Regions from separate parts of the Sus scrofa genome. Here region 2 is linked to region 1. A link is a contact called in public Hi-C data. All regions are on one chromosome and are shown on one strand. Each heading gives the region's core, a stretch centred on a gene start, on an enhancer-like site or on the middle of the called end of the contact. The rest is flanking DNA. Distances are from core to core; before and after follow the strand shown.

Evidence for each region. Hi-C and Micro-C count contacts between places; a contact is called where the count stands out from the background.
Region 2: a contact with region 1 is called in a Hi-C map of subcutaneous adipose tissue, with 2.4 times the contacts expected there. The contact joins the enhancer-like site here to the promoter of WDFY3 in region 1. A contact is called at or near these places in 2 of 5 promoter capture datasets (fetal skeletal muscle and liver), 10 of 47 Hi-C or Micro-C datasets (adipose tissue, alveolar macrophages, embryonic fibroblasts and 5 more) and 2 of 2 datasets of contacts at active chromatin or transcription factors (alveolar macrophages and skeletal muscle).

Annotation. Positions count from the first base shown.
Region 1 is chr8:133,664,177-133,667,459 of Sscrofa11.1, forward strand. It overlaps WDFY3 (WD repeat and FYVE domain-containing protein 3), which reads left to right and starts at 1,409. Exons shown (of 68, transcript XM_021101795.1): 1 at 1,409-1,427.
Region 2 is chr8:133,737,561-133,741,064 of Sscrofa11.1, forward strand. The region is part of intron 2 of WDFY3 (WD repeat and FYVE domain-containing protein 3); the gene reads left to right. Among named protein-coding and RNA genes, the nearest start is that of WDFY3, 74 kb to the left of the region's middle. Within about 2 kb of position 2,026, at least 31 of the 83 cell types and tissues checked have an H3K27ac peak or open chromatin away from gene starts, as enhancers often do. A contact at or near this core is called in adipose tissue, alveolar macrophages, embryonic fibroblasts and 5 more, where this site is marked.

The sequences.
Region 1 (3,283 bases), core at 159-2,658:
TAGATTGCAGCGTTAGGGAAAACATGTTTGTCATTAGAATGATGATATTACCACTTCCCCACTCTAAGCCTGTTTAAGGGAGTCCACCTCGTAACTGCTGACTCAGTTTGCCTCCATTGCCAGAACTAAAGCATGCTCCCGATTGTCCGCTGGGTTGATTTGGAACGAACACCAGAGGGGCAAACTGAGGATCACTGAGCAGTTCTAGGTTACCAAAGCGTGCTAACTGGGTCTAGATACTGTGTGAGTTAGGACTGCCAAGGTATAAATAATGCCATTTACATGAAGGAGAAAAAAAAAAAAAAAAAAAGGCGGCCAGTTCAAGGTCACGGAGAGAAGGCAACCGAGACTGGGCTCTTCAACCCCTCGGTTCTTTGTCGGGTCAGAGCCAAACACGACACCAGCCAGGAGTTTCAAAGGTGCGCAGTACAACCGCGAGCGTGGGCAGTCCTTCTGTACACCAGCCGGAGGAGCAACTTGAAGCAGCCCCGCTCCCTCCACCGCGGTCTGACCCTCCCGCAAATGGGCGCGGGCTTGAGGAGGGCGGAGCGCAGGTGTTCTCCCAGCTGAGTCTTCGGAGGCAGTGGAACCCAGCACCGCGGGACGAGAGGAAAACGGGAGCAGCTGAGGGCAGGACCAGCAGAAGGAAGCAAGCCGGGGCGTGTGCCTCGGGCAGGGAAGCGGGCCAGGGACAAGAGGGCACGGGGGCTCGCCTCTGGCTCAGAGCATCGAGCGCCCGCTGCCTGCAGAAGCGGGTGGACCGGCTCGTAGGACAGAGGGGAAAGCGGGAAGCCGAGGGCAGGGAAGGAAGTCGGGAAAGAGGAAGGAAAGGCCGGAGGGTTAAGAGGAAGAGCGGTTGCAATTTCTGCGGCCGGCGCGGTAGGAGGAGCGGGCGGGGAAAGAGGAGGATCCAGAGCCAGTCAGTCAGGCGGCCCGCGGGAGGAGGAGAAAGCGGGAGGAGCAGCAGCAGCGGCAGGAGGAGGAGGAGGATTAAAGATGGCCACCGACAGCTGCGGGAGACGGCGGCAGCCCCGCACTGGCCGGGATGCTGCCCGCGCGGCGGCCCGGCCTTGATGGAGAGCAGAGGCCCGAGCAGCGCCGAGGCTGAGGCGGCGGCGGCGGCGGGGACCCAGCGAGGAGGAGGACGCGGGCGAGCAGGGAGCCGGGCCGGAGAAGGGAGAGGCGGCGGCGTCGCTGCTCCGGCCGCCTAGCGCCGCGGCCGGGCCCCGGCCGACCGGCTCCCGCACCCCGCGGCCGCAGCATCGATCCCGGCCCGAAGCCCGGGCCCCCGCAGCGGGGCTCCCGGGCCCCGCCGTGGACGCCGCGCCCGCCGCCCCCTCCCCGAGGCCAGCGCGCCCCCGGCGTGGAGCCCGGCCGGCCGCGGTCCGCCCGCCCGGCCAGGCCCGCCCGCGCCCCCCCGCCCTCCGGTGAGTGCCCCCGGCCCGCGCGCCCCCGGCCCCCGGCCCCCGGCCCCCCGGCCAGCCCCGCGCCCGGCGCGCCGCGGCCGCTTTGTTCGGGCAGGGCGGAGGCGCTGCCCACTCGCGGCCCTGCGCCCGCTGCCCCTGGGGACAGGCCGAGGCCCAGCTGCCGTCCTCCCCCGGGACCGCGCTGCCCGGGAGCCGCCGCCGCCGCCTCCGGGGAGGGCGGCCTGGCCTGTGTCCTCCACCGCGGCCTGGAGAGGGCGCTGTCGCGGTCGGGTCGGGGTCAGGGTCAAGGGCTGCGGGCGATGGGGAGCGACGCTGGGGTGTTTCGGGGGGTGGGGGAGCGGAGGGCCGGACGCTCCCTCCTGCTGCGAGCAGTGGGGGCGTAACCAGGCGATCCGGGCATCAGGGTCCCGTGCGGGCCTCTCCGCCAGACCCCGCGGGGTCTCGGGTCCCAGAGCCCCCCGCCCGCGGCGCAGCCGAGCGAGGCCTCCATCCCTCGGGCGCTGTCTCCGCGGCTGCGGGCCTCCCCGGGCTGATTCCCGAGCCCTGCTTCCCCCCCCGCCCCACGCCCTGCGCTGGAAACCTGGGTTTGTGGAAGCAACCCAGAGATGCTCCTGCGGAGAGTGTTTGCTCTTTTATTCCCTTGCACGAGGATGTGGTGGCCTCGCAAGCATTCACGGTTACCGGGGGTGTAAACAGCAGATGTGACCTTTCCGACCAAAAGCCATTCGGTCCGGGGTTTGATCCTCAGGTGTAGCGTTTCTTGATTTTTTTTTTTACTATCGAATTGTGAGATTTCTCATAAGGTCTCCCTTTCACGGAAATTATCTGATAAAACCAATTGAAAGGATGTTTACTATGTATGGGAACCCTTGCTTCGACTTCCAGTGCCTTAAAAAATGATTGTTTCCTGTGGGAAAATGGTGTTAATGCTTTTACAAAAAACTGTTTTGTGTTTTTTTTTTTTTTTTTTTTTTTTTTCCCGTAACGGCTTGAGTTGGTTAGTGCCAAGTGGTTATTGTAGTCTGAAAACCAAACAATTAAAAAAGAGAAAACGTTTTGCGTCTAGATAGCAGAATATTTGCAGGTTGGAATTCTTTGATAGCAGGTTTGGAACAGTTTCCACCATCAGACGGTGTAACAAATAACACAAGACAGACCCAGTAATATGTTGATTAAAAAAAACCCAGCAACTAGATATGGTAGTAGTGCATAGGTTTAGAAAAATATGTCTTGCTTAAGAAGAAAAATAAAACTTTAATAAACTCTAAGCATAGAAATTAGTTTGGTATGTTTTTTTAAAAAAATATATTTAAAAATACATATTGCGCTGGACCTACTTGAAGACTCTTCTTATGATATTTGAGCATTAGTGGTGCATGTTACACCCTGAACCTTCATTCTCAGGTTGGTAGAAATATAGTTTTCTCCTAGGAGTGTGTTTTTCAGAGTTGAAATCAATTCATGTAAAAAAATGTTTCTAATTTAAAATTTGTGCAAAAAGGAGATATGAGTTAGAAACATGATTCTGGTCCTACTTGCAAAATCTGTTTTTAAAAGGAGTAAATGGCAGGGTAATATTGCAATATCACTTGGATTCTCTACTTTGACGATTCTTTTATTTATTTATTTATTTATTTTTTGTCTTTTTGCCATTTCTTGGGCCTCTCCCATGGCGTATGGAGTTTCCCAGGCTAGGGGTCGAATTGAAGCTGTAGCCACCGGCCTACACCAGAGCCACAGCTATGCGAGATCTGAGCCACATCTGTGACCCACACCACAGCTCATGGCAACGCCAGATCCTTAACCCACTGAGCAAGGGCAGGGATCGAACCCGCAACCTCATGGTTCCTAGTTGG
Region 2 (3,504 bases), core at 776-3,275, 74 kb after region 1:
TTGACTTAGCGCATGTCCTTAGAGCCCACCTGTGTTGTCACAAATGGCAAGATTTCCTTCTTTTTTGGCTGAGTAATCTTCCACTGCGTCCGTTCATTTGTCAGCAGACACTCAGTCAGGGTGTTTGGATGTACTGGCTGCTGTATATAGTGCCGCAGTGAACGTGGGGGTCCATTATCTTTTCAAGTTAGTGTTTTAATTTTCTTCAGTAAATATCCAGGAGTGAAATGGCTGATTCGTGTGGCAGTTCTATTTTTAATATGCTGAGGAACCTCTGTACTGTTTTCTGTGGTGGTTACACCAACTTATATTCCCACCAGCAGTACAAAGGGTTGAATACTGTTTTGTGGCACCTACGCATTTTATGAATTTCAAACTTCAGTACCCATACGTAAGGTTTCCTTAGCATACAGCCATAGGTTTCAGCTGACTTCTTATCTGTCATTACTTTCACATGACAATGACAGCAGAAACCACATGGTATTTATTGTCTAGCCCTTGAAGGAAAAGTTTGCCAACTTTTCCTTTAAGTTGCTCTAGAACACACACGGTGGTGTGGCCAGCCAGATGTGTGTGTCACTGCCCATCTCCCAGCAACCAGGAGGGTAATTACTGGATGCGGAAGCCTCTGCTAACACCAGCTTGAAAACATACACGTCAGCAAGAGTGTGGTTTCTGCTTCACTTCTGCCTTTCGGAACTCGGGCAAGTAGGTGTGATTGGCTGAACCTAAATTGCAGCAAGAGCCTATTTTATTTGCCTAGGAGTCTGTGGAAACCCTGCTCTTGGAAGAAAACCTTCTGCCTAATTGAGTTCTCGCTGCCTTTACAGAAGTTGCAGCCTCTTCCCTGTGTCTCTTCTTCAGTAAAAGCGGACTGATAGACTTTGTCCTCTTTCTCACGTGTGTAATGTTGATCCCTACTTGATGCAGAAGGTCTGTGATACGTAACACTGTATAATTTATTACTTTCTTAGACTAGACATTTTTCTATTGCTATTACATACATTTATGTTTTATGAGGAACACATGTACAAGCTTCAAGCAAAATATTCGTATCGGGGACTAAAATTCTACCCTTAGCAACCGCACAAGGAAGAGACTGCTTGGAAAGTCGCAGAGCAAGTGCTAAACCAGACCATTCAGACAAGAAAGCAGGGAGACGTTTCCTGTGAGAACATTTTGGTGGAAGAATATGTTTACTTTAGATCCTTAGTCATGATATTGTAACTCTTTGAAGTTAAGTCTCAATATTTTCAAGGGTAGGCTTTGGGGAAAAAATAAGTAAAAGCACAAAATCAGAGTTTAAAGAGAAAAAGAAGAGACACAATGAAGTCAACAAAAGGTGGGCTTCTCAAGTGCTGGTGGGGCCAGAGCAGTGCTTTGCTGACGGATGTTTAACAACAGGCTCTTGGGGGGGGACCCAGCTTACTGCCCTAGGTTTTTTTCCTTTTTTTCCTTTTTTTTTGTATTTGTTGATTTCTTTGGTGTAAATGTTCTCGCCGTGGCTGGTCTCAGGCTGTCAATAATTCGACAACCAGCTCTCATGAGCCGGTGTGAAATGAACCTACCGTTACCCCTTGGCTTAGCCTGAGAACAAAGTAAGGAACCCTAGACAGGGCAGAAGTAGTTGACATGTACATTTATCGTGAAAATACAGGGGAAATAGTCCATGAAACCTGAATTTTCCTTTAAATCAGAAAATAATCATTTTGCAAAAATGGCATAAAAGCGTATTATTTTATCCACAGAAGACTACGATGAATAGTTTCTTGTGATGTTGGGGTAAATTTTTTCTAAGGCTATTATCTCATTTTTCTGTAATCAAAAAATTGCTCAGAACATGGTGCATTACATAATACCTTATGGTATTTAATTTCTAGTCATGTTTTTATTTGTAATTTACTTCAGTGAGTTCTGCCAGGAAGTGATCTCTTAATATTCCAAGCACCAGTCCATATTTGGGTTGAGCCCGTGGTTTACGGATGGGGGGAGACTTGCACCAAAGGGGCAGGAAACTCGAGGCCGAGAAAGCGTCCTTCGCTGTGTGTGACATTTCCCTGCTCTGTCAAATGTCAGACGCTTAGTTCAAGCTACTGAGAACTCTCAGCCAAGACATTACTCACGAATCCTGTTTCTTGCTGCCAGTCTGGTTACGCCCTTGGTGGAAGATACGCAGAGTAAACATGGGTTTTGTGTGTTTTTGTAACTTCTCGGGGACAAAAATACTTGGGGTAATTTTGCCCAAATGTTTTTAGAGAAGAACAAATAGTACTATCATTTGTTAGTAGAAAATCAAGTCACAGATGCTTTCACATATATAAGTATTTCATAAAGATGAAGAGACACCTTCCACCTTGTAGGAAGAGCCCTGGTCTTGGAGTTAAGTGTCTCGAATTCACATTTCACCTTATGTTAGTTATTGGGTCTTCTGGGCAAGTCAGGTTGCTTTAAGCTCTGTGAACTGCGGTTTCTTCACCTGTAAAGTAGACATTATACCACTTGCGGTGAGAAATCGGTGAACACATTTCTGTGAAAATGCCCAGCATCGTACTTTGTTATGGAGCTCAGCTGTTATTTCCCAGACAAAAACTGACGCAGAGGCAGGAAACAGGAGTTCCTTAGGGATCAACTCCAGCCCTGGCTGCTAATTGCTGGTCCTGTCCCTTTAGACTCTTAAAGTGATTCAAGGGCAGAATGGCTGGTGTTTTCCACTTGGAAAAACTGATTACAAACCATGTGCAGAGGGTTCGCGTGTGAAGAATGAACATGCAGAAAACAAAGCTACAAAAACCTGATGGGCTAGTATCGCCTGTGGGTGGGCCAGTGAAGCCCATGTGTTGTCTTCTGTTGTTGAAAAATCTCGTGCGCAATCTTTCCTGACACTGCTCCTCCCCACAGCCCTGCCCCTGCAGCTGGATTAGGTTTCTCTGCTGTGCTTTTCCCCAGAGTCTTGTGCTTCCGAGGTATAGCATGCAACCCCTGTATCATCGCAGACTCTAAGCACCACGAAATCACATCTCCTGAAAGAACTGTCACTTCCTAACAAATGCCACACGTGCTCGTTGTTGCTGGCGTTCACCACTGTATCCCAAGGATCTACCTAGAACAACAGTGGCTGACAGTTTATAATGTACTTTTCTTCTTTTCATAATTTAGCCTTGATTCAGAATATTATATATGGAGTTCCCATTGTGGCTCAGCAGGTTAAGAACCTGACTAGTGTCCATGAGGATGTGGGTTTGATCCCTGGCCCCGCTCGGTGGATTAAGGGTTTGGCGTTGCTGCAAGGTGCGGTGTTAGGTTGCAAATGCTGTTCGGATAGCACATTGCTGTGGCTGTGGCTCTGGTGTAGACTGGCAGCTGCAGCTCCAGTTCGACCCCTAGCCTGGGAACTTCCATATGCCACAGGGGCGGCCCTAAAAAGGCAAAAGAAAAAAATTGACTATTATAGTGCAAAAGTCATCCTCCGGAACCATAATTCCATGGAAGGAATGGTACATTATA